4 separate regions of the Zea mays genome follow, and regions 2, 3 and 4 are each linked to region 1. Evidence: chromatin contacts called from public Hi-C data. All regions are on one chromosome and are shown on one strand. Each heading gives the region's core, a stretch centred on a gene start, on an enhancer-like site or on the middle of the called end of the contact. The rest is flanking DNA. Distances are from core to core; before and after follow the strand shown. Region 1 holds the start of LOC100383341. Region 2 holds the start of LOC100217027. Region 3 holds the start of LOC100280416. Region 4 holds the start of LOC103650024 (phospholipid-transporting ATPase 1).

Evidence for each region. Hi-C and Micro-C count contacts between places; a contact is called where the count stands out from the background.
Region 2: a Hi-C map of leaf shows a contact between it and region 1, with 4 times the contacts expected there. The contact joins the promoter of LOC100217027 here to the promoter of LOC100383341 in region 1. A contact is called at or near these places in 4 of 25 Hi-C or Micro-C datasets (ear, leaf and tassel).
Region 3: a contact with region 1 is called in a Hi-C map of tassel, with 4 times the contacts expected there. The contact joins the promoter of LOC100280416 here to the promoter of LOC100383341 in region 1. A contact is called at or near these places in 6 of 25 Hi-C or Micro-C datasets (bundle sheath, ear, endosperm and 3 more).
Region 4: a Hi-C map of tassel shows a contact between it and region 1, with 2.6 times the contacts expected there. The contact joins the promoter of LOC103650024 here to the promoter of LOC100383341 in region 1. A contact is called at or near these places in 2 of 25 Hi-C or Micro-C datasets (ear and tassel).

What each region holds. Positions count from the first base shown.
Region 1 is chr3:44,124,236-44,130,846 of Zm-B73-REFERENCE-NAM-5.0, forward strand. LOC100383341 reads left to right here and starts at 2,622. Exons shown (of 2, transcript NM_001175998.1): 1 at 2,622-2,794; 2 at 3,218-4,562. The coding sequence starts at 3,299. The coding sequence ends at 4,339. LOC542177 (PK protein) reads right to left here. Exons shown (of 3, transcript NM_001111796.2): 2 at 6,450-6,611; 3 at 5,281-6,370. The coding sequence ends at 5,558.
Region 2 is chr3:43,558,486-43,564,936 of Zm-B73-REFERENCE-NAM-5.0, forward strand. It overlaps LOC100217027, which reads right to left and starts at 4,301. Exons shown (of 24, transcript NM_001359539.1): 1 at 4,104-4,301; 2 at 3,073-3,104; 3 at 2,040-2,271; 4 at 1,746-1,951; 5 at 1,436-1,657; 6 at 1,181-1,317; 7 at 978-1,075; 8 at 777-874; 9 at 480-639; 10 at 273-389; 11 at 1-77. The coding sequence starts at 2,258.
Region 3 is chr3:45,014,068-45,019,845 of Zm-B73-REFERENCE-NAM-5.0, forward strand. It overlaps LOC100280416, which reads right to left and starts at 3,139. Exons shown (of 1, transcript NM_001153339.2): 1 at 2,003-3,139. The coding sequence starts at 3,019. The coding sequence ends at 2,270.
Region 4 is chr3:44,659,319-44,665,267 of Zm-B73-REFERENCE-NAM-5.0, forward strand. It overlaps LOC103650024 (phospholipid-transporting ATPase 1), which reads right to left and starts at 2,395. Exons shown (of 7, transcript XM_008675697.2): 1 at 710-2,395; 2 at 306-612. The coding sequence starts at 2,219.

The DNA.
Region 1 (6,611 bases), core at 1,372-3,871:
GAAGGTGAAGAGTTGGAGTCGATCGCCCCTAGTGCACCGGATAGTCCGGTGCGCCAGACCAGGGCACTCTTCGGTTTCTTTTGCTTCTTTCTTTTTGAACCCTAACTTCGATATTTTTATTGGTTTGTGTTGAACCTTTGGCACCTGTAGAATATATAACCTAGAGCAAACTAGTTAGTCCAATTATTTGTGTTGGGCATTCAACCACCAAAATCATTTATAGGAAAAGGTTAAACCTTATTTCCCTTTCAAAATGGCCTTAACCATATTCTCTAATTGATTTTGGTGCTTGATGACCATCACAACCTTATGGACTAACTAGTTTGCCTAGTCTTTCATTCATAGGTGCATAAGTCCACTCAACTCATTCTAAGTCAGAAACATCTCAAATCTGGCCACTAAGGGGTAAAACTTGGAAAATATAAAAAAATACCTAGTTTCACACATTGGATAAGTTGAATACACCCCTAGAAACCTTTTTGATACTACCTCCGTTCTCGAATATTTGTCGCCAGCTAGTTCATTTTTGAACTAAATAGTGACAAATAAAAAAGAGCGGAGGGAGTACAGCTAAGGAGATTGGATGGCTCAAGTTTACAAAAACACTCTTTTGTAGCCAGTTTGAGCAAAAACCAATTTCTAAGAAAAAGAGAAGAAAAGGTCCAATAAATGTTACTTAGACTAGTTGGATTGTAACTATAAATGTTTGTCTAAGTCATGGGGATGATTTTGAAGATAGTCAAAAAGATTTTGGAGAAGAATTGGACAAAAGAAGAAAAATCTAGTCTGTTGTCGGGGCCACCGGACCGTCTGGTGGCGCACCGGACCGGTTCAGTGTGCACAGACTCGGTCCGGTAGTATTTTTACTGAACAAGCTAGTCTCGGGAAATTTGGAGCAGCAGCACCGGACCGTTTCGGTGACACACCAGACCGTCTAACAAGGTTCAATGGTCACCTGCAGAAATCAGAATGGTCACCTGGCAAACCACTGTTCACGGTCTGTTGGCGCACCGAACTGACATTGTTCATGGTCCGGTGCACCACTGCGCAGTCAACTTTTGCGCTGAAGTTTCCAACGACTCTATTGAAACTTGGGATATAAATACCCCCAACCAGCACATTGAAGACACAAGAGTCACTTCAACCTACTACACATTAAGTGCAACCTCTCCACGCATTCAAAGCTAATTTCGCGCCGCATTTGATCCTATTTGCATTTAAATGGCTTAGCGGCAAGAGCAAAGAGATTTACGAGTTCTTATGCTCTTGATTTGAGCTTTCTTATTCTCACTTCCCATTCTCGTTCTCTTGATTGTAAAGTGAGGCAAGAGACTCCGAATACTTTGGGTGGAGATCCTTGCGGGACTTATTACCCCCGTGATAGTGAAGCAAACTCATACGGTCTCGGTGACCATGTGAAAGAGGTAAAAGGTTGAAAGAGACTCGTCCTACGTGGACTCCTCAACAATGAGTAAGTTCTTCGGAACCGAACCTCGGGAAACAAATCGCTGTGTTTTTGCGTTGGTCTCAATCTTTATGATTTGCTTATTTCCTCTCCCTATCTAGTTCTCTTGCTTGCAATCGTTTTGAGTTGGTTTCTAAAGTTATCTGCATTGTTTGAGTAACTCATAGCAAGAAGAATTTCTCTTCCGTACTCCGGTTTCATTAACACTCGTTCTAACGGTAACTTCGAGTGAAGTTTATGTTTAAAATTTATAATTTTTAAGTTTCGTCTATTCACCCCTATAGACCATCTTCAGTTACCTATTGGATGCTTAGCCTTGGGAGAGCATCCTCGCAATGATTTCTGACGAGAAGTAGAGAGAAACTTGCATGTTTCTCATTAAAATGCCATACAGTAGGACATCAGCCCACAACAATACGGCAATACATCGCTCATAGTTATAGTCCTACTGACACCCACGCCAGTAATTCCTTCCCGCGCCTCTAATTTGACGTTTGTATGCGCGTGTTTGTGGAAATGGACTTTTTATCCACTTCACGGTTGTGAGCTAAGATGCGATTACGAGCCTTTTTTCCATCAGCAAGGTACTGCCGTACTGGATTCATTGGATTTATCTGTTTCCGTCAGTTCATGTAAGAATCGTACTGTAGTTTTGAACGGTCGTGTACCTCCATTTTTGCCGGCCCACGCCAGCAAGGAGGCTGACCTCCAAAACTGAAGGACTCCTACAAGCTGACGCCAAATGGCAACACAGGCACACAGCCAGTGCAGCTTAAGTAAGGGCTGACATCAGAACTCTTGAGATACTATTATATCGATAAAAAAGAGAAAAGAATACATTTTTTTAAAAAAAAACTTTAGCTGAGGTGGCACCCATCAGTCCATCACCACTCCACGGCGTCATGGCTGCCACATGATGATCAGCGAGGCACCAAGCGCCTCCCTTTTCCCCGTTTTTCTCTTCCTTTTGGGGACCATCTATTTCTGGGCTGGCCGGAAAGCGAAACTGCCACCACCGCTGAAACTTTTATTAGCCGAGCCGAGCGAGCGTTCGAGGGCGAGGAGGAAATCAGGTGGGGGAAAACTTAAAATTAGAAGTCCAGCGCAATAATTGAGCAGGCAGGGCCCCTCCTAATCACTGCCCCTAAACATGTGTGCCGGGCCGAGGCCATGGTCGATGCAGGGAGGAGGATGCCGCCGCTGCCGCGGAGATTGATAGTACTAGTATAAAGCAGGCGGAGACAGCCGGCCCCTCTGGCCTCGCTGCTCCCCCTTCCTCCCCGTCCCCACCCACATGCCCTGCCTCCGCCCCGCCCCGCCCTGCCCAAGGTGATTGATTGATTGGTTGGTTGGTTGGTTGCTTGCTTGCTTCGTTTCATGCTTTCCCCTTGCTTTGCTGAGATCCAAAAGCTGAGACTCAGCTTGTGGATCCATCTGTTCTGTGCGCCTACTCGTATCTTATCGCCGCCAGATTGGGAGCGTATGTGCCTGCTATCTGTGGATCCATCTGTATGTTGTTTTCCTGATTGAATCGTGTGTTGGATGCCTGGTGGTTGACCTTGCTCCTAGTCTTTTGATTTACACGAGCTTTCGACGAAGCCGCGTCTGGTCTGTCTGCTCCATCACAAGAGCACGCAAATGGTTCGATCTGCCGTACCAGATGATTGCTGCATTCAGTGGGACGTCATGCACATCCACGATGGATTGTAGCGTCAGCACTCTGATCTTTCCTTGTCGATTTGTTTGTCGCAGCTGAGTTCCCCCACCCCCAACAAACAATTACTAGAGTAGCTGCATTGGCGGGGAAATTAAAGCGCTAGAAGCTCAGCAGCAATGGCGGAGCAGGCGGGCGTCGGAAGGTACTGGTGCCACATGTGCGCCGCGGCCGTTAGCCCCGCGGAGGGCGAGGTGGAGATGAAGTGCCCGTTCTGCCACAGCGGCTTCCTCGAGGAGATGGAGACCGCCCGCGGGGCCGCGACCGACGACGGTGACGGCGACGGCGCGGTGGCTCAGGTGCACCCCGGCGCCGACCGCCCGAGCTCCATCTGGGCGCACGCTATCCTCAGCACGGTCGACAGCTCCGCCCGTCGCCGCCGCAACCGGCGGCAGCAGGAGGCCGCCAGCGACGTCTACGACTGGAACGACCCCGAGTTCTCGCTGCGCCGGCGGCGCGTCACCGCGTTCCTGCGGCTCCTGCACGAGCTCCGGGACCGCCAGCTGCAGCGGCTGGAGTCCGCTGCCGGCGTCGCCCTCGAAGGCGACCAGCTGACCCCGTTCGGCCGGAGCCTCTTCATCGGCGCAGCCGGCGGCGAGCATGGCGTGGCGCTGGGCGACTACTTCCTCGGCCCCAGCCTCGACGCCTTGGTACAGCAGCTCGCCGAGAACGATGCGGCGCGGCACGGAACGCCGCCGGCCAAGAAGGAGGCCGTGGAGGCAATGCCTACCGTGGAAATCGCCGGCGGCAACGATGACGACGACGCGGCCAGCTGCCCGGTCTGCCTGGAGGACTACGCGCCCGGCGAGCGCGCCCGCGAGATGCCCTGCAGGCACAGGTTCCACGGCAATTGCATCGTGCCGTGGCTCGAGATGCACAGCTCCTGCCCTGTCTGCCGGTTCCAGCTGCCGGCCACCGACGACAAGAGCTCATGCAGCGGCGGCGACGGTGGTTTCGTCAGTGTCGATGCGGATCGTGAAGGCAGTGACAACGGCGGGGGTGATGGTAGGGCAAGCTCTCCGGGCAACGCCGAGCTAGCTGAAGCTGAAGAGAGTGGCAGGCGGTTGCCGCCATCCTTGCAGTGGCTCAACAGCCTGTTCTCGCCGTCGGCGCAGTCCTCCGGTAGCGGCGGCAGCAGTTCGCATCATTGGGAGAACTAAGCAATATTGCCATGGTTGCTGCCGCTTGAAAGCTTGGCCCGTTGGTTGGTCCCAATGTACATAGGAAGGAGCAGGAGCATGCCGGGTTGGTGCCATGTAAAAATCTGGAGCCTTTTTTCAGTTTGGCTCATGTTAATGGTCTCTGATATGTATCATGGCTGTAAAAAAGAACAGAAATGGGCAAATGTATGAACTTGCCGCGCTCTTGCGTGAACTGGGTGCTAATCATCGTCTTACTACTCAATTTTGGTTTTTATTAACAAAACTATAGTATTTATGATATTAAATGTCTTTATATTTTTACCAATAATATTTTTATAGCATACCTGTTTGATGTTATAGATTTTTATAATTTTCTATGTAAGTTTAGTCTAACTCAAGATGTTTTGACTGTCAAGAAAATTGAAATCGCTTATAATTTAAAATAAATTGAAATGGGTTATAATTTGAATAATTTAATCTTATGATTTATAGAGTTAAGATGACTCAGAATTTAGAAATAATGTTGATTATTTAAGATGCTTTGACTCTCGACTTAATAATTTAAAATACGTTTAAGTGACTTATAGTTTGAAATGAGTTGGGTTACAATTTAGACTTATAATTTGATATAATTTTAAATGGGTTGAGTTATAATTTGGAGAACGAGTTGGGTTATAATTTAAAACGGATGGAGTGGTTGCTTTTGTGAGGTTTGAGCTACACATGTTGTCGCCTGTTTGATTTTATCCAAAACTAGCTACATAAGCAAGAGCTACGTACAACTATGTAGGCTACGTTTGAGTTAGTTAGAGGTTGCCACACAGTGTTGACTTGTATCAACTCGATGTTTGATGATCATTAAAATCAATATATTCTTGTAAAAAAACTAGTTGGTTCAATAGCACTAGGTAGGTAATAAATTGATTTCGCTGAACCAAACAAGAAATTTTTTTTTGCCAAACGAAATAAAATCAACAAGCAAGCATGTGAAACAAACATAAAATTTTCAGTACGATAAAGTTGCAGCACAGCTGCAAATTAATTAGCTATAGCAGTTGATAAACTGTTTAAATCGCTAATATCTAAACGACAAATTCCCACAACCTTGTAACACCAAGGTGTACCAGAACGCAAAGTCTGTATCTTTGGCAACAGAAAAGCTGTGGATACGCTGATGTGCGTAAGCAGCCTCACAAAAATTCACCAAGCAAAATGGTGTCCCTCACCCTTGGACCCCTACTTCACAGTAAGAAGCTTGATGACGGATGAAATCCCGATGCGGTGCAGGGCCACAACGGATTGATCGGTGTTGCATAGCCCCATCGTCTTCGCATTTTCAATGGCAAAACCAATAGCTTCGTCAGTGGCTTCGTTGTCAAAGGCCTTGGCAGTGGCGGCACTCAGCATTGGGATGACACCCCTCACAATGAGGCTGTGCCTTGCCGGACCCTCGTCACTGCAGGCCCAGTCGAACGAGTCTGTCTTCAGCTCAGGAACCACAACGGACAGAATCGGCATGGATGGCCTATACTTGGCTACAAGCCTAGCAGTAGTTCCTCCCCTGGTCAGGACCAAGATAAGTGCTGCCCTGGCAGAGTTTGCTGTGCGAACAGCTGATGATGCAAGGCTCTCCAATGGACTCATTGGAATTGGAGCTGAAGCCATGATTGATTTGAAAATAGCAGCATGGTCTACGCAAGACTCTGCTTGCAGGCAGATCTTAGCCATAGTCTGCACCGCCAACTCTGGATAAGCCCCAGCAGCAGTCTCACCACTGAGCATAACACAGTCTGTGCCATCAAGAACTGCGTTTGCAACATCCGTTGCTTCTGCCCGAGTAGGGCGAGGAGACTTGATCATAGATTCCAACATCTGGGTTGCAGTCACAACAGGCTTGCCTTGAATATTGCACTTGAAAATCATCACCTTCTGTGCAAAGAAAATCTTCTCTATAGGAATTTCCATTCCTAAATCACCTCTTGCCACCATAAAAGCATCAGAGTTTGCCAGGATATCATCAAAGTTAGCTACTCCCTCTTGATTCTCAACCTGCATGTTCAAAACAATTATAACCTTGAATTTGAAAATCTACTAGTTTGAAACCCAAAAGAAAATGCTAGAACCATACCTTTGACATCAGCATTATGGACTTGGCATGCTCACCAAGTACCTTCCTAACCTCCACAAGATCCGAACCCTTCCGAACAAATGACAAGGCAATCATGTCAATCTTGTTTGGAACACCCCATTTAAGGATGTCCTCCTTGTCCTTGTCTGTGAGTGTGGGGAG
Region 2 (6,451 bases), core at 3,051-5,550, 560 kb before region 1:
TCTGTGAAATTTCTAGCAATTGTAATCCCGCATGCCTTCAACATGGGCTCTGCATCATAGTTGCTTCTTTGCAGCACCTACTCAATTTGACATGGAAAAAAGAACAAGTTAAGGAAACCATACCTACCAATAACCCCGCTTGCTAAGGTTACATTACTAACAAGAAAAATGCTACGCAGCTCTCTTTCTTTCTCTTCTTAATATAATGATACGCAGCTTTCCTGCATGTTCGAGAAAAAAATGCTAAGATTTAAACCAAAAAATACACTCACATCAGATAAAACAGACATCCTTTCCTGCGGTTTCTGCCTAGATTTCTCCACGAGTGATGACCTCTGAAGTGTGTTCAAAGCTTTAGTGTATCTTTGTAAAGGCACAAGACTGCATAACTGGTAAACATGGAAACAATCTTCACAACATTAGCAGGGGGAAAGAGATTTACATCGAAGGAACAACATTAGGATTCAAATAATAGTTACCTCAATTGGAAAATATGTTGGCCGCTTTAGTTTTCCCACATTGATGCAAGGAAGATCACCAGAGTATTGCAGCACTATGCCACGCTGCTTTACGAAGTAATCATAAACAGTGATCTCTTCAGAGTCACCATTGTTACCATTTTTATGTTTCAGTGTGAATCTACATAAGCAAGAAAATCACCAAGTACTTAGAAGCTGTATATATAAAACTAAGATGCATAACTCAAAAGGAACTTAGAGAACAAAACAAAGTGCAAATAACATACACACTTTTAAACAACACATCACACTACTTACAATTGCTCACGACAAGTTCTTTCGCTGAGACCAACAATCTTCTGTTCTTGGTTCGCTGGACTTATTTTTATCCTCAAGTTCTTCAGTGCACGCTTGGCCTGCAGAAGTAAAGCAAATTGCAAAACTGTACATCTAAAGTTTCATGAAATGGAACCCAACCTTTATCTCTATACCATTTGTTGTATTGGCATAAAGCATTACCTTAGCCCAATCAATCATGCTTGGATCACCAACTTTCTGATTGTCAAGCAGAAAATCAATGACAGGACCAGGTTTCACTATCATTGTAGTCGACACATCTGCACAGACGAGGTTATTTTAATACACGCAGACATTACCAACAGCCTAGAGAGATGAACATTGTATTGTATAGATTAAAACAGGGCATATATATGAAAACAGACCGATATTGAGTGAAAGTCCACTCTGGGTTGCTCGAAAACTAGAATGAAAACCTCTACAGCCCACTACACCACCACCCAGGTCAACAAAATTGGAAGGATTGTTGTGGAAGAATGATTGCCTTACTAATAGGCAACCCCTGCAAGCAAAAAGGGAACAGAGTTAAAGACATGGAATGGCTAAAATGCAAGAATCATTAATAATAACAGCAATATTTGTAAAATATGCCCTATGAATTGCATGAAACAATTACATACTGCTTAGCTGAGTGCTGCCTCAGAATAATGTCAATCACTCGAATTGCTTCCTGAGTGTGCTCTGATTCCTGACCTCTTAAGGCCTGTGAGATTGCACTCATAGGAATTTTTGCTGCAAAAGAGAGCTCGACCTTATAGGTCTTTGTATTGTAAGGCCTTCTGACCCTTTTCCTGTCACTTCCGGGAGGACTGTCATTTCCTGGACTGCCGTTTGCAGGAGTCCTGAAAGCAAGAAAGCCAAGTTAACATTTAGGGATAATTATCATCAGAGTAGATAATTATAAATCAATCGAAATAAAGGAGGCATTACTTTCCAGTTGAAAAATCTTCAACCACGACAGTAAACTCATTTTTAACTTGAGGAAGAGCACCAATTGTGAACAGGCTCTTCTCACCATCATAGGCAAAATCTTTATTTGCAAGTTCAGCAGCATAAGTTTGCTGCAGTTTTTCAATCACTTTCCTTCCTGACCCTTTGCGATCAACCGGTGTATCATCTTCATACTTCAAATTGACCTGCAACCAGTAAAAGATAGCAGCATTGATAATAAAGGTATGAGGATGAAAATAAAGAAATGGCACAGGGCAAGGATTAGAGACGCACATAGTAATGGTAGAAAAATTCTTCAGCATTCACAAGAGAAACTTTGAAGTGATTTGTTATCAGCTTTATTGGCTGCCCCTTTCTGCCAAATCCATTTCTCTGGACCAGACTCCTAGGTTTCAATGGCATCTTTGTTTCATCAGCTTTAAGTGGTTCAACACCAGCAATCAGAGGAGGTGGTGGAGGCAAGTCATTGGCCTCGCCATTGTGAGACTCCATTTAGTGAGCCTTGCTGCATGAGTAGGTATCCAAAGCAACCCCAATCAGACATTTGTGTAGGCACTAGCTGTATAATTCAAGCAAGCAGCAAAGCAACTGAAGCAGCAGAAGGACAAGTATACAGGTAAAATCACCCTTCCAACAGAGATAGAACATCTGAGTACAGCAATATTGCAACAAGCTGAAGCAACAAAAACTAGGAATTAAGTTGGTGCAAACATGAACTGTTTAAAAAGTGTTAAATCTAAACTTAAAACCACTAATGGGAGTCCCTATCTGATGCCACACCTCCAACAATACACATTCTCTAAAGTAATATCAGCTGCCAACTAATTACATTTTGCAAACGGTATACATTTCAGTAAACCACAAATGTTTACTCCGAAGTCCCATCACCACGAAATATGCAACACAAATGTAACATCAGGATACTTTATTATTTTGCAGCCCACGCTAACGTCAATAAAATTGGAATGCTTAAAATTAAATATCTGGCTTTGTTTTGTTTCCCAATACTTCATATGATTAAAGCAGTAAGAGAAGAAGTCGCTGTATAGTATAGATGTAAGAATGATGCAGGTAGGCAAAGCCCAATTGCTGTGACCTTACAATTTTTTTAAAAAGAACATGAAATCATGATCATCTCACAGACTATGGAAACAGTAATAAACACGGACCTCAACACGACACACTACCAGAGTTCATAGAAGATTTTCTAGTGACAAAACTCATACAGAAACATCCTACTAGTCCATTATAGGAGACGTTCTACATGCTCACACAAAACAGTAAACTATATGGCATATATACTCACATGAGCACTGTATCGGACCCAAAGCTGCAAATCTGCTCATCAACAAATGAAAACGAATTAAATCATCTAACACGACCATAAATAAAGGAGGATGTAATGGATTACAATAATAGTCATGTAATTATATATCTATATACTATATAGACCCTAAAAATGCAAAAGATTTGAAAATGGGAATAAATCCAGGAAAAAGGCCAAGAAAAAAGTGCGTCATTATCCTTTCGGGAATCATGGCGAAATTTCCAAGACTCCAAGAAACAAGAAAAGGCAAAGAAAATTGCAGCGCGTACCCAAAAAATTAAGGAAAATTAATTAACAAGAACAACGCCACACTAAAATCCTTGTGGATGAACCTTCCAGAATAAGTCAATAATATCCTTAAGAATGAACGTTCCAGAGATGCGTGTTTATCAAACACCGAACGGATATCTAGAAATGAACAGTGCCGCCATAAACCTCCCAGAAACTAAAGAACGCATAGAAAAAACAGATCTTTAATGTGATGAGCTGCAGCACCATAAACCAGCTATAAAAAACGTGCAAAAAATTAAGATGACAAACAAGAAAACCTGAATACTGAATAGTGAATACCTCCATATAAGTAGAAAGGCTCAAAAAGAGGAGAAAACACGTCAAGTAAAATGAGCGACGAAAAAAGAGGAAAAAGCAGACTATTGCCATTACAGCCAGAAAAACGCAGACCATTGCCATTGAAGCAGGAAAACAAGAAAAAACCCTCCATATAGAACAATGAAAATCAGAAAGAGGCATAAAAAGAATCAACGAAATTAAAAACCACAAACGCTGCCACATGCGCGCCACGGGGGCCATTACCAAGAATCCACACTGAGAGAGGACTCGAACTCGAACGGTTCGATGGCAAACAATAGAAACATGCCTAAAATCGTAGAATAATCCAGCAAAGACAGCACGACCCATGCCCAAAGACAACACATTTGTAAGCGCAGACCGCAATGCAGTGCTCTTGAATCTTGAAACGAAAAAAAGGGACAAAGAACCGAAGAACACACCGCTCGAGGGGGCAAAAGCCCTCGCCTCAGAACCCTCCCTAAATCCGCGCCGCACGAACAACCGCAGCGGCAAGAACCCCACCGAAACCCTAGATTTCCACCAACAGCGAGCGGGGGAGCGGGAGTGAGGAGCGGAGCGGAGGAGTTTCCGTTACCGCCGAGGGAAGGACAGTGAGGTCATTCCGCACCTGCCCGCGCGGGCCCACCTGTGGGCTCCGATCGGCCAATCTGGACCGTGCGTTGGGAGAGCCCGGAACATGAGGTCGTGACCTGGTGACACGTGGAGGGGAGCATTGGACGCGGTAGGCTCCTCACGCACTCACGCGCACCGTGCTCTCCACTTCCTCGTTGCACGCCAAAGCAGCATCGGACGCAACAACTACTCCACTGATTCGTGGGCCACGTAAGAGTGTACCCTACCAGTCATTGTCACTGGTGGTTCTTCCGGGTAGAGGGAACCCGCTGCCTCCGCGGCGAGCCGGCGACCCATATCCTGCCTTGACTAGTGCGTGTGCCCGGAACCGGAAGACGCACCAGGCGCCAGCACCATCGGTGGCGACTGACGACCCGGCGCATGCCCCCAGCCCGCACTGACACGGGGTCCGTGTGCTGTTTGGTCCCAGCAGTCAGTGAAACAAAAGGTGTTGCCCGAGGCCGCCGCTTGGGAGTCGGGACTCGGGAGTGTCACTGCAGATCGCCGACCGTGCACAGAGCGTCCCATCCGTCTGGTACGGCGTTAGCGTAACGGCGGAAAGCAAACTCCAGTCTTCCCCGGATCCGAATCCGACGGCCGTGCGGGGCAGGACACCTGTACATGCGGGCGGATCGAAGCCGTTAGCTTACGGCGCCGTCACCGAACCGAACCGGTAGGATCTCCTCGGGGATAATATCCACGCATCGGTTTTGGGTGTGTTTGGTTTGACTTTTGGCTTTGGCTTTTGCCCCCCTAAAGCCAAAAGCCAACCAAAGGGCTGGATCCAGGAAGCAGCTTTTTTTAAAAGCCGACTTTCTCGTAGTGCAAATCTAAAAGCACCCCTGGACCTGCTTTTAGTGGCTTTTTGGATGGAACTGTGAAAACATATATCGAAGAATTTTTAACGACTTTTAGTGGTTTCCACCAAATGGTTTTTAGCTTTTTAACAGCTTACAGCCTACAGCAGCTTTTTCCACAGCTCACAGTTCACAGCAACTTTTTTCACAGCCACAGCCCAACCAAACAGACCCTGCTGCGCTCCTGGCTGCAACCACGGCACCCTACAGCTACACCGGGTCTACGAACCTCGTGCCACATACAAGTGGGCCCGCAGAGTGCTTCGTATGACGCACAGTGGACCCGGAGCATTCAACAGTGCGGCGGGGTGGCAGCGGCAACGCAAGGGTCGCGTAGGCTGGCAGATCGTCCTCCCTTCGGCCGGCTGGTGTCGCTTCCGTTTTCGTAAAACAGTTTGGGCAGGCCTTCGAAAGGATGGCTGCGGCATTTCCTTCTCCATCACTGCGGGCAGAGAATTCTGCGGACAGGGAATCCCCGTGCTTTGCCACCTGCCGCTGCGGCTAGGCTCCTCGTCGCCTCCTCCAGCACGCGAGAATGGATCTGCGGCCGGGCCACGGCTGTGCAGCTGCCGGCCTTTTTTTGTTTCCGATTTTGACGATTCGAAAATTGAAAGCAGGAGATTTGGCACGAGTTCATAGCCGGGAAAGTAATTAGAGCAAGTTTAATAATAGAACCTATTATTAGCTCTAACTCATTACCATGTCCTTTAGAGCCAATAATAAACACACTTATATAATAAAGTTGGCTCTTATATGAATTCCTTATCTCCTTTTCTTCATTCTTTTATCTGTCTCTTGCATCAGAGTCCACTCTCTCTATTTTTTAATGTCTCTCTCTTCTACATAAGCAAAAATAATATATAAACAGGCTTAGAACTTATTATTGTATTTACTCTTAGCAGAGATTTTAATACGGAGTATGAGACTTTAATGCGGGGTAACCAAATTGAGATCACTGCACTAAGGGTCGGAGCCCATATTTTGAACGCTCCTAAATGCGACTTTGCGCTCTTTGCTCAGCTTTGTATTATTGCCCATCTTTGACTTAAATCAACGTATCGTCCGATTTTTTTTGTTTTTTAATCTTTTCCGATAAAAATTTACATTTGGACCCTGGATAACTTATTTAAAGATTTGGACCTTTAGTTTGGTGTCATAGGTTGTGGCGCCAAGCTAACACAACTCGGCGTCATAGGCTATGGCACCGAGGTACATGACTCGCTGGTATCCAAGGGCTGACTTGGCTGCCACATGTTCCTAGCTCGGCGTCACAGATCTTGGCGCCGAGCTAGGAAGTA
Region 3 (5,778 bases), core at 1,889-4,388, 890 kb after region 1:
GCCGCTGGTGCCCTGGTCCCCACCGTTGCGTTCACACGCAGGTTAATTTAGTAGTGTACTACGTAGTTGTATTGTACAACTAGTAGGAAAGAGTAGTGCTGTTAGAGATGGCAATGGACCCGATCCCCGATTCTCTGATTCCCCGTGGGGAATTCCACTATTAGGGCTAGTTTGGGAGCCATAAAACAGAAGGGATTGGAGGGGCTAAATTTCACTTCTTATTCAAAATTGAATAAGAAGGAGAATTTAGCCCCTCCAATCCTCTTCGGGTTTATAGCTCCCAAATAGCCCGTTAGGGGATGGGGATGAGAAGTTTCTTCTCCCACAGGGATGTAAACGGGGGAAATTCTTCCCCGACGGATAAACAGGGACGGGGATGGAGAAGCATTCCCCATCCCCGTTCCCCGTGGGGACCCGTTAAACTTACATGTGATAATGTTTTCATATAATAGTTAATGATAAAAATAATAATTATCTTATCAAGAGATCACCCATTGTACAAATACATTAATTTTAATACGCACATAATAATTTTTACATCTAATAATGTGTATAAGTGACAATGTTTTACATTGATAACAAATGAAGTACGATTTAATTATAATTTAAGCGAGGATGGGATCCTCGACGGGGATTTATCCCCGCGGGGAACAGAGATGGGGAAGAAATGTCTCCCACAAGCGTTCGTGGGGATCCCCGCGGGAAAAAAATTTCGTCGCGGGGACAGGTTTGGGGAGCTAAAACCCGACGAGGAATTCCCCGTTGCCATCCCTAAGTGATGTGCTGTGTGTTGTGCAGTGCATGCATATAGTGCTGGGAATTGGGCCGGGCCGGGCCAGCCCGTCCCAAGTCCATCGTGCTTCATGCCAAACGGATTCGGGCCAGGAAAGGCCAAACAATTTTTGGTCGTGCCGTGTCAGCCCGAAGTGTAAAAACAGTGGCCCAGTCCGGCCCTAAACCACGTCGTGTCTTCGTTGGGCCGTGTCGGCCCAAGCCCGGCCCGTATATTTGATCACATAAAATTAAAATATTACAACCATATAAAGTTCATAGCTTACTAAATTAAAGATATTAAATAATTCTAGCAACATTTAACCACATAAACTCGAAATATAACAACAATATAACGTCGATATCTTACTAAATTAAAGAAATTAAACAGGTTGGGCTTAATTGGGCCGTGTCGGCCCAAGCCCAGTCCATTTATGCGGGACATGCCGGGGCCCGACGGGTCGGAATTTGAGGTCCGGCCCAGGCCCGCCTTCGGGCCATGCTCGTGCTGGCCCGAAAAGCCCAGCCCAGATTCCCAGCACTACATGCATATTTGCATGGCCTGATGGCTGCCATTTTTGGCTGCCGTTTAACGAAACCAGAACCATGGGGCTGTTACGTGCAACTCCCCTGATCCCCTCCTGAGTAGAGAGGGCAACGGGCGCGTACCCGCTGGGTACTATGTTCCCAAACCCGTACCCGTGAAATTAAAATATACCCGCTAAGAAACCCATGCCCGCAGCCGGGTACAAGTTTTTGCCCGTACCCGTGCCCACCCGGGTACCGGGTACCCGCGGGCTACCCGTGCCCGACAAGAAAGCTAATGGGCTGGGCTGCCAACCATGTTTACTAGGCTGGGCTCATTCGGATGCTAGCCAATCGTTCCTGCACTGAGGCTCTAGATTTCATAGATAGCTAATGGGCTGGGCTGCCAACCATGTTTACTAGGCCATAAAATGAACTTTTTGTTTGTTTAATAATATTATGCCGGGTTTTAGAAACCCATGGGTTTGCGGGTATGGGTACTAGGATCCCATACCCGTACCCGCGTACCCGCTGGGTTTAGCTTATCACCCATTAAGAAACCCGTGGGTTTGGATATTAGCCCGTATCCGTCCCCTAATAGGGTAAAAACCCACCGGGTTTCGGGTTTCGGGTACCCATTGCCATCTCTACTCCTGAGTCATGAACTCCTGATTGCTGAAAAAACTGAAAGTCTCAAAAGGTAAATAGGGAACACGCAAAGGCCTTCACGTTAAGAAAGCCATCAGATTTCATTACGGAATAAGTAATTAACACTGTCATCTCCTTAACTGACTAGAATAGAAGGAACCATGCATGTAATCCTCATGGAGAAGAGATGTACTCAACTAAAAGCAGGCAGCAGCCTAATACTTCTTGCTAGTATACATCTCAAAGGCATCGGCTCAACCGACATCCGCCGTCCGATCATGTGCCATCGGACATTCGGACGGACAAAAGCTCCAATCCCAACTCATCAGATGAGCCCCGAGCTCTCCAGGGCCGGGAAGCCACACTCGCCCTCAATGGCGCGCACCAGTGCCTCCAGCTCTAGCAGCGCCGCCGAGTCCGAGCCGTCGGCCCCAGCTGCCACGGCGGCGTGCGTGTGCGTCGCGGTCCACGCGCGCGCGCCCGGGCTCCTGTCCACCGGCGCTGGCGCAGCGGCGGCGCGGTCGAGCAGGAAGAAAGCGGACGTGTCCAGTGTCGGGAGCACGCACGCGGGCGCGGCGGGCGTCCAGCTGGGCGCGGCGACGGCGGCAGCGGGGGAGGAGGAGGAGGAGGGCCCAGGGGCGGGGAGGCCGGTGATCTCCTGCACCATGCGCTGGAAGTTGGCGGGGTCGGCGGTGATGTATGTGGTCTGCGGGCGCCGCGACGGGCGCGGCTTGCGCTTGGCGACGCGGCCCCCTCTAGGTCCTCCCGCCACGGCCCGGGCGGCGGGCGGCTGGCCCGGCCTGCTGGACACCGGCGCGGGAGCTGCGTCGTGGCCGCTGGACAGGAGCTCGGAGGCGGACGAGGTCGAGGAGGACGGGGTGGACGGGGAGAAGGGCCGGGCCGCGGCGGAGCTGGCGTGGGCAGGCGCAATGGAGGCGCGGAGCGCCGAGGTGAGCGCCGAGTTCTCGAAGGCGGCCGCGGAGGTGAGGCAGCCGGGGGGCGACGAGAAGTAGCAGTGGCTGGCGCCGGCGTGGGTCCAGATTGGGTCGAGGCCGGTGCAGCGGTTTGCCGCCATGTGACGAAGGGAATGGAAGCGACTAGCGAGAGAGGGGAGGTGCAGCAGCTCGACAGCTCGCAGCTTGGAATTGGATTGGGGTGACAGGTGGTGGGGGTAGGCGTAGGCGAGGAAAGGTGAGGCGGGTAGCGGGAGGCGACGGCGGCCAGCGGGAATTTATACTGTGAGCAGCCAGCGTTGCGAGGCCGAAATGGTGGGAGCACACGGGCTGTCTACACCATCATTTTCAGTAGAATCTTTCGAAACATTAGCATAGCAGCATTTGAGAGACGCAGGTGAGCTAAAATTGGCCCTAATGTCTTGCCTCCTTGTTGTTTGTGGAACACAAGGTGTCTTTAGAAATTCTAGGGCGCGAAACAAATGATGTATTTAACTACCTCTTGATCATAGGAAGACATTCGTGATATAACCATACTTGATACTTTGGTTATATATGTATGCCGATCTAATCATTTTTTAAACTCGGTTTTAAAAAGGATTACACTTTATCTCTTATAACTCAAGACAAATTTGAATGTTGGAATAGTTCTTTCCTTTATGTTTTATGAGGACGAGTGGAGCAGAGTATAGGAGTAGGTGCACATGATTTTTTTCAAAAACAAGAAACACGAAAAAGAAAACATAAGCAGCTGATGAGGCCTCTACGTAGTAGTAGGGGTTCAGGGTGTGCGTAGCGATGGGTGCGGAAGAGGAAAGCGAAAGGAGAGGACCGGACGGTGGAGTGGGGCCCTACGGAAACCGCGTCGCTGCCGCGCTTGCGGTGGCTGCCGGCTGGCCATCCGCCCATCCCATTCCCATCACATGCGGACGCCGTGCCGTGCCGGTGGGCTGCGGCCGGCGGCCGCTGAGGTGCGGGCCCCACCTAGGTACCCGTCTGGCTGGGTCCACCGCTCGCTCATCGTCATCTCCTGTCCGCAAAGGATCCCCGCCGCCGCATGCGCCTTTTCCCGTGCGTCACTGAGGGCGCTTGCATTGCATGGAAAGCCAGCGTCGTCGACGACCACGGTCGGTCGGTCCACCGCTGCCTCGATCGGCGGGCACACTTGTTGGGTCCACCCCCTGCCACTCTTGTTGCCCAAGCTCAGCACGGGTCCCCGTGCAGGGAGTCTCCTTGTACGGAGCAGTGACCATAGTCCACAGCCAGGTCAATTTTATGCGGTTGTACTGGTACGGCCTAAACCGCAAAAGAAAGGCGCTTCTGTCGCGATCAAAAGCGAGTTGTGTGAACGCATGAGCAGCCAAATTCTGAACCCTTTTGAAATGGTCGTCGGGAGGTCCATGCAAAGCCGCGTTGTCAGAGTCGGGTGGGCCACGCCACACGTAGGCGTCTAGCCAATCGATGAGATTCCGCGCCGGTGGATCTTCAAGGCTTCAAGACAGAACTCTACTCCAGGGTAAGGATATGAATAAATAATAGTGAGTAATTATATATTAGATATGGATATATTGACATTTATTATCCATATGTACAAGTATGGATATAATAAAATATCTATAGATATTATTTTGCATATATATATCATATCTTTATATCTGTTATCTGACATGTGGGCCATTCGAATTCAATACACTATCTCCAATTTACATCTATGATATATTGATTGATGCTACTGGATTGATGAAATTGTTAAATTTTGTTAAAACTATTGTTTGGTGCTGAATGTTGATATTATTTATCAATATTCGAGTTTGATCTATTTAAAATGGTTGAGATTTGATCCGTATTCGATTTCGAGTATTCAGTATCTAATTTATATTAGTATTCTTATACTCAAAGTTGGATGTTTAAGATGTCGATAATATACATATCTGATTCGAAGAGAAAATACGAAAACAAATATGGAAAAAGCAATATCAGTCCATATCTGATTCGATTACACTCCTAGACCTAGGATCCAATTGGGCTAGGTTAGGTCACTTGATGTGGTGGTGTCCCAGCCACGCCACATCCCATGTTAAAATGGATCGACGGAGGTTGCGAAACGATGGGTCAATTTCGAGATGAACCGACCTGGCTCTCCCTTTTTACATCTAGCCTTCCTTCTTCTAAAAGGACTTTTGTTTTAGGGGCAAATATATATCTAAAATAAAGTTTTTTTAAACAAATAGAGGGAGTGCTTGTTGAATTTAAATGGGCTAGCCCATCTAATTTAATTAATATTTCGTGAGCTATAATAATACTAGAGTCTTACCCGCATTGCTAGTGGGAAAACTTAACAAACTAGAAAAGTGGACTTAGTATATACCTTCTGTGAAGTTCAAAGATTGATGATCATCAATATTATTGGAGTGACTCCCTCTAATGTGGTTTTTACGATGTTCTAAATGAGAGCTTAGCATATAATACCAATTAGTGTGTGAATCACCTAACTTGAATTCGAAGAAGCAAATGTATCTTGAGTCTCCTATGTCCCATATGGTTTGCTTACCATACTTAACTGCAATCATCTCCTTGTTGTGTAGCTTGCCTTGTTCAAACTAAACTAAAAAATTGAGCTACTAGAATTGTTTAGATTTACATATATTGAATTCATGCTAATGTAAAATAGTTGTTTTAATATTGTTTTTTGTATTGATCAAAATTTGGTTTAGCGATTTATGAGGTTTGTAGGATAATTTTTATAAGCTTTTCTATTCATATCTAATGATCTAGATCTTATCAACAGGGCCGGTTGCGGGCTTGTCTCAGTAGCTTACCTATCCTATCTTCCATCCCATATTCAAATATTTTAAATTCTAATCTGTGTGCAATCTATAAT
Region 4 (5,949 bases), core at 1,145-3,644, 530 kb after region 1:
CCCAGGGCTCCTCTTGTTCTGGCTCCTGGGGGATTCTCTGCCATCGGTCCCTGGGGCACCCCGGCTATCAGCTCCCGGGTTCAACGCACATAGATACCGGTCATAACAACTTGACTCTTATAGAAAAAATTGCTTGTTCACTATTTTCTAGAAGATCATAAATTACGTAGTCTAACTCCTAACTATGTAACCACATTCAATAATTTGCAAGAAAGAAAATAGTTGTTTTCATATGTATCAAAAACATATTAATGTATCATTCCAATGTAGGATGCCTATGAAGCCAATAGCTAAAGCTAAGTTACCTCTGCCTGTCACCAAGGACATCAATCACTATGTAACCAGATGTTCGCTCAACAAGGACAATGCCATAAGATGCTGCAGCATATGCTAGTGCCTGTTCATCAGGGGACTCACCCTGATAGTCAATCAACTTCTGTTTTGAGTCTCTAGTGTCAAGGACAAGCGGCACTATGGTATTACAGGAAGCAAGAGCAAGTAAGAATTCAAGAACAAGCTTTGGTTCCTCATTTGAACCACCATCCCTGAGTAGTTTCACGAGCTCAGGGTCAATTTTAACTGACATCTTTGGTGTCCACAGATGATCACCGACTGTCCAAAACCAACAAAAGAAATTTGGTATAAGGGAATGGCAACATCACAACACAAAAACAAGTATGATGCAGTGAATCAATTTAAGTGATCATACCTACAACCGAGTATCCACCTGTATCTTTACCAGAGTTGTAATCAACCCCACGAATTGACGCACACTGGAAGACCATCTTGTTCTCCGTTAGTGTCCCAGTCTTGTCAGAGAACACATACCTTATTTGCCCTAAATCCTCATTTATATTCAAAGCTCTGCACTGGAACTTTGACCTTGATGACTCATCATACAGATCTTTATCAGCACCCATGAAATATGCCTGTCCAAGCCTTACCAGCTCCATTGATATATACAATGAGATAGGAATGATAACCTGATACACTATCACTGCCATAAGGAATGTGATGAATATCTGCATCCCAACACCATAATAGTTGTAGTTTTTCCCAGTTGTATAGTCCTTCTCCCTGAAGAATTGGGTGAACTCCAGCTCCCTCCGGTGATTCAGCAGCCAAATCCCAGCAAGCACGGATGCAGTTGTGCACATCCCAATAAGCATAATAGATAATATGACAGTCTCCCGATTCAACTGTGTTTCCAAGCGACTCCGCTTCGATGGCGCCCCTGAGCTATTTAGCATCACCTTGGTCTCCTTCCCAGCATATACCACAACCCCTATTGCCCATGTGGTGTTCTTGAGTTCACAGCCACGAAGAACAATGTTGGATGGCCCAAGCGAGACACGCTTGCCATCAATCTCAAGATTTGCTTGGAATCCGTAAATGTTCCTGTTGGGTCGTTCGCAATGCAGGACGCCACCAACACCACCATTCTGGGAGAACATGACATGTGTCTCCTGCTTGGCATACCTCGTCTTAAGATTGGTCTCCCCATCGAGATTCACAGTCTGGACGTGCGCAACACCGGTGGGATCGCTGGTAGCAAGCAGCACCATATCGGCCGGCAGTGTCTCATTGGACTCGATCCGTACCACGTCCCCGACGCGTATGTGCTTCCATCTCTTGGGCTGGAACTCGCCAGCTGTGCCCAGTGCGAGCACGGTGGCAAGGCGGTTGTTCTCCTGGCGGTCGGAACGGTGGCGGCGGAAATCCTCGTAGGCGTCCTTTACGGCAGTGACGAAGAGCACGAAGGCGAGTGGTAGCACGGACGCACCGCGGCCGAAGACAGCGACCTGGGGCAGCTGGTTAAGCACAGTGATTGCGAGGAAGTAGACGTACGACAGCCGCCGGAACTGTTCGAAGAGGTTCCGCGGTAGAAAGGTGAGGAACGAGTACTTTGCCGTTCGGATGGCGTTCCCAGAGAACTCCGGTGAGGACTCTCCCACGATGACCTCTCGGGATTCGTCATCCCCGACATCACGTTCCCTCTCCAACGACGCGGATGGGTCGGCGGCGGGTCCGTCGCCACGGCGGTAGGAGCGGAATGGGTCGGGGATCTCCACGGAGAAGGCGAGACGGTCTGCGCGGAGAGGAGGCTCCGACTGGGCCGGCGGGAGCAGTGACGCCGCTGGGGGATGCGGCGAGGGGGCGTCGTCGGGGGTTGAGGCGCCCGGGGTTGTGGCGATGAGGAGCGGGCGCTCGGACGCCATGTTGAGGACGGAGATGCGAAGCTAGTGCGCCAGAGGCATCGGCGGCGGCGGGTTTGGGTTGGCGCCGGCGAGGTCAAAGGCAGAGGTGGCCAGGTGGGGAGGTGAGGACTTTGGGGGAGTCGAGAGAGCAGGTGTAGACTGTAGAGGTATTGGGGCAGCACTTGGATTCTCAGCGATGGGAGGGGTTGATGGAGAATTTACAAGAGGGGTTGTAGCTCGTGAGGGTTAGTTTTTTTTAATCATGGTATTGTTAAACGGGAACATATAGCGTGTAAACTAATTTATTTATACAAATCGTGTAAATAGGCCATGAGAATAGAGATAAAACAATCCTTTTAAGATACTCTAGGGATGAAAACGGAAACGGTAATTTTCGGATACCGGAAATCGTTTTCGAAATTTTACCGAAATTTAGATCTAAACGTAAACGGAAACGGTTACCGAAAATACGAAAACGAAATCGGTAGAAAAAATCGGAATCGGAAACGGTTTAGGCTTTTTCCGACCGTTTCCGAAAATTACCGTTTTCATCCGGTATTTTACCGTCGGTAATAAATTCGGTATTTTTCAGAAAAATATTAAATCTGAGCTGACCTTTATAAATTCATAATAAATTCATCTTAGCTTAGAAAAATGTGAAACTAATTTTATTATTTTTCTAATATCAAGATCTATCTAATGATATATAGTTTAGAATCGTTTGAAACTTTTATAAATCTTATTTATGTTTTCTTATCTATTATTACTCTTGATACATATATTCAGAATTTGCATGAGAACTTAAGAAGGACTAAGAGGACACTAATTATATTGACTATGCCAAGTAGTAGGGGTACAAATAGAATGTCAGTGTCATATCATTATACATATCTTGATTCTACTTTATTTAAATGCATAATAATGATTTTATTATTGTATACTTCTTACCTTATATATTTATTGTGACCTCCTACCTTATATATTATTACTAATTTTATACGAATGTATGACTTGCGTGATTTTTTGAAGTCAATTGTGGGTACATGTTAAAGTTTTTACCGATCGAATTTTAGATTCCGATCGTAACCGGTGTAATTTTCGTACCGAACTTTCGTTTCCGATGTTTCCGAATTACCGATGTCGTTTTCGTTTCCGGAGTTACCGTTTCCGATCTCGTTTCCGAGGAAAAATACGAAAACGAAAATGATTTTAGTGTTTACCGATCGTTTCCGACCGTTTTCACCCCTAAGATACTCTTTTTTAAATCAGCCCTCCTACCTCCTCGACATATTTCTAAAAAGTTTTTTTAACTCCATTCTTTATGTCCTATACTTGCACGGTTTATATAAATAGATTAATTTACACATAACATGTTGCATCCATCTATTTTAAGTGTATTCTTATATATTAAAAATAAACTTATTTAAATTTAACTATATATAATATTACTAATCATTGTTGGTGCATAATAAATATCATTAAATTAGTCATTGGAAATATTTTTATAGTACGCTTATTTAGAGATACAAATGTTACTATGATATTTTTTATAAATCTAACTAATCTTAAGAAAAATTGGAATATATAAAAATTTAGACGACAATTAAAAAGAGATGGAGGGAGTAGTATGGACTACAATATGTTTCTATGATTTTCTATGTATTTATGAACTTCATAAAAATTGCAGAAGTTTTTTTTTGCAAAATATGAATAGGTCTAAGAGGTTGATATGGTGGATTCAAAGAGTGATCTTCGTTTGTTAGAGGTAGTGAAATTTTATATGAAATAAAAATTGAAAGGAGGGATTATTTATTTGATCATTACATAGTTACCCTTACTTATATCTATTCATACGGGATCATTGAATAGACAATGGCACGAGTAAATATGAGAAAGATATATACCACGATGGAACTTTTCTAGATTACCCTTTGGCTTTTCCTATCTGATGACACCTTTTCGGACGCCAAACACTGCGTGAGAACCGATGGCGGTGCCCTCTGTAGAGGCGCGGACGGTCCGCGACCAGGGGTCGGACAGTCCGCGACCTGGTACAAGGGCTGGCGTTCCCTGCCTAATGTCGGACGGTCCGCATGTGCGCAGGGGGCGGCGAAGGTCGCTGGCGGCGCCTGGATCTCGCTCCCGGGAGGGACCCCGTCGGGGAGGAGAGATCCTAAGGGTTGTCTAGGCTCGGCAAGCCGACCTAGACTCCTCTAATCGACGTAGAGTCAATGAGAAGCGGAGAATTTGGGGATTGGAATACTAAACTATGGCTAAACTAGAACTACTCCTAATGCGTAAGGTAAAAACGAGGAATAGATTTGATTGGATCAATTGTTGCGGGGTTCAATCGGCCGTAGCCCTTCATCTATATAAAGGGGGAGGTCTGGATCCGCTTCGAACTGATTTCCGAGTCAATCCCACGGTTTTAGGTAACAAATCCCGCGAGAAACTAGAAACCCTAACTGTCTCTGCGCACGCGCGGACCGTCCATGCCGCCACCGCGGACTGTCCGGACCGCGGACCGTCCGGCCTCAGGGTCGGACCGTCCGCAAGGCCTTTTTTGGCTTCCAACATATGCCCCCTACCTTTTGGTGAAGGTTGACAAACCAAAAGCATATGAACTAAATCTGATGTAAGTTACCGTTTCAAAATAGAGATAATTCAATAAAGCACCAATATATAAAGGCCGTTTTGGATTGTATCTTTCTCGGCCACGACCATTTGATCAATGCATCAAAATGAATAGAATGGAGGTGCCCCCCCCCCAACCTGGATAGACAAAGGGACTATACATGTACCATGGATTCATCGTCATGCCATTCCATATTTGAGTAGGACAATATACCGACGATGAATAAACGGGTGGAAAGTACCCTGGTCTCATAGGATGAACAGGTGATGCTTGTCGTGTCGCCTTTTGGGCCGTTTTGTTCGGCCGTTTCGTTTTAGCAGGTGACCGAGGTTTCTTTGTTGACCGATCACGTGGAACAGTCTTTTTGCTAGCATTTTTGGAGAGCAACTGAGCAAAAGTAGGGTCGGCTTTGATCAGCCGACTGTATGTGCTTTGACCTTGCGTCTTTTTCCTTGCTTCGTATAGAGGTTGACGCCTTTGGTCATAGGTGGACTGTCCGGCTGAGTTAGCCGGACCATTTGTCTGAGCACCGGACCGTCCACACGTAGGTGTCGGACCATCTGCGATGCTCAGGCTAGGCTGATGTGTTTGGTTCATTAATTGTGCCTGCCCCTCGGCGTCTTCGAACCTTTTAGCCTTCTCGCCCGAAGCCTTTCGAGCAATCTCCTTTTGTGATATAATTGACATGCGAGGATCGCCAATGACGATGCCCTTGCCTTTGCCTTTATCTATCATTTCGGGCCGAACCAAGACCTTTTTGCATGTGAGTTCTATTGTAACACCCGGCTTTAAGGAACAAAGCCAGGTGCATCTCATACATGCGCCAAGAAGACAACACATATAATAACAGAGTGTATAGAGATAAATGTCATAAATCATCAGAGAATTTATTACATAGCGGAAGACTTATTACAAAATAACATAATAAAGATAAAACGAACTAAGGATCGTCGGCGCCAATGTCGACTGGGAAACGCCACCTAGATCAGATCGAACTCCTCAGTGTTAGGCGGCTCCTCCTGAACCACCTGATCATCTCCTGTGGGGGGGGTGTGAGACAGCAAGGGTGAGCTCACACATGATCATCGCTCAACAAGTTGTGGGGAATAATGTGAC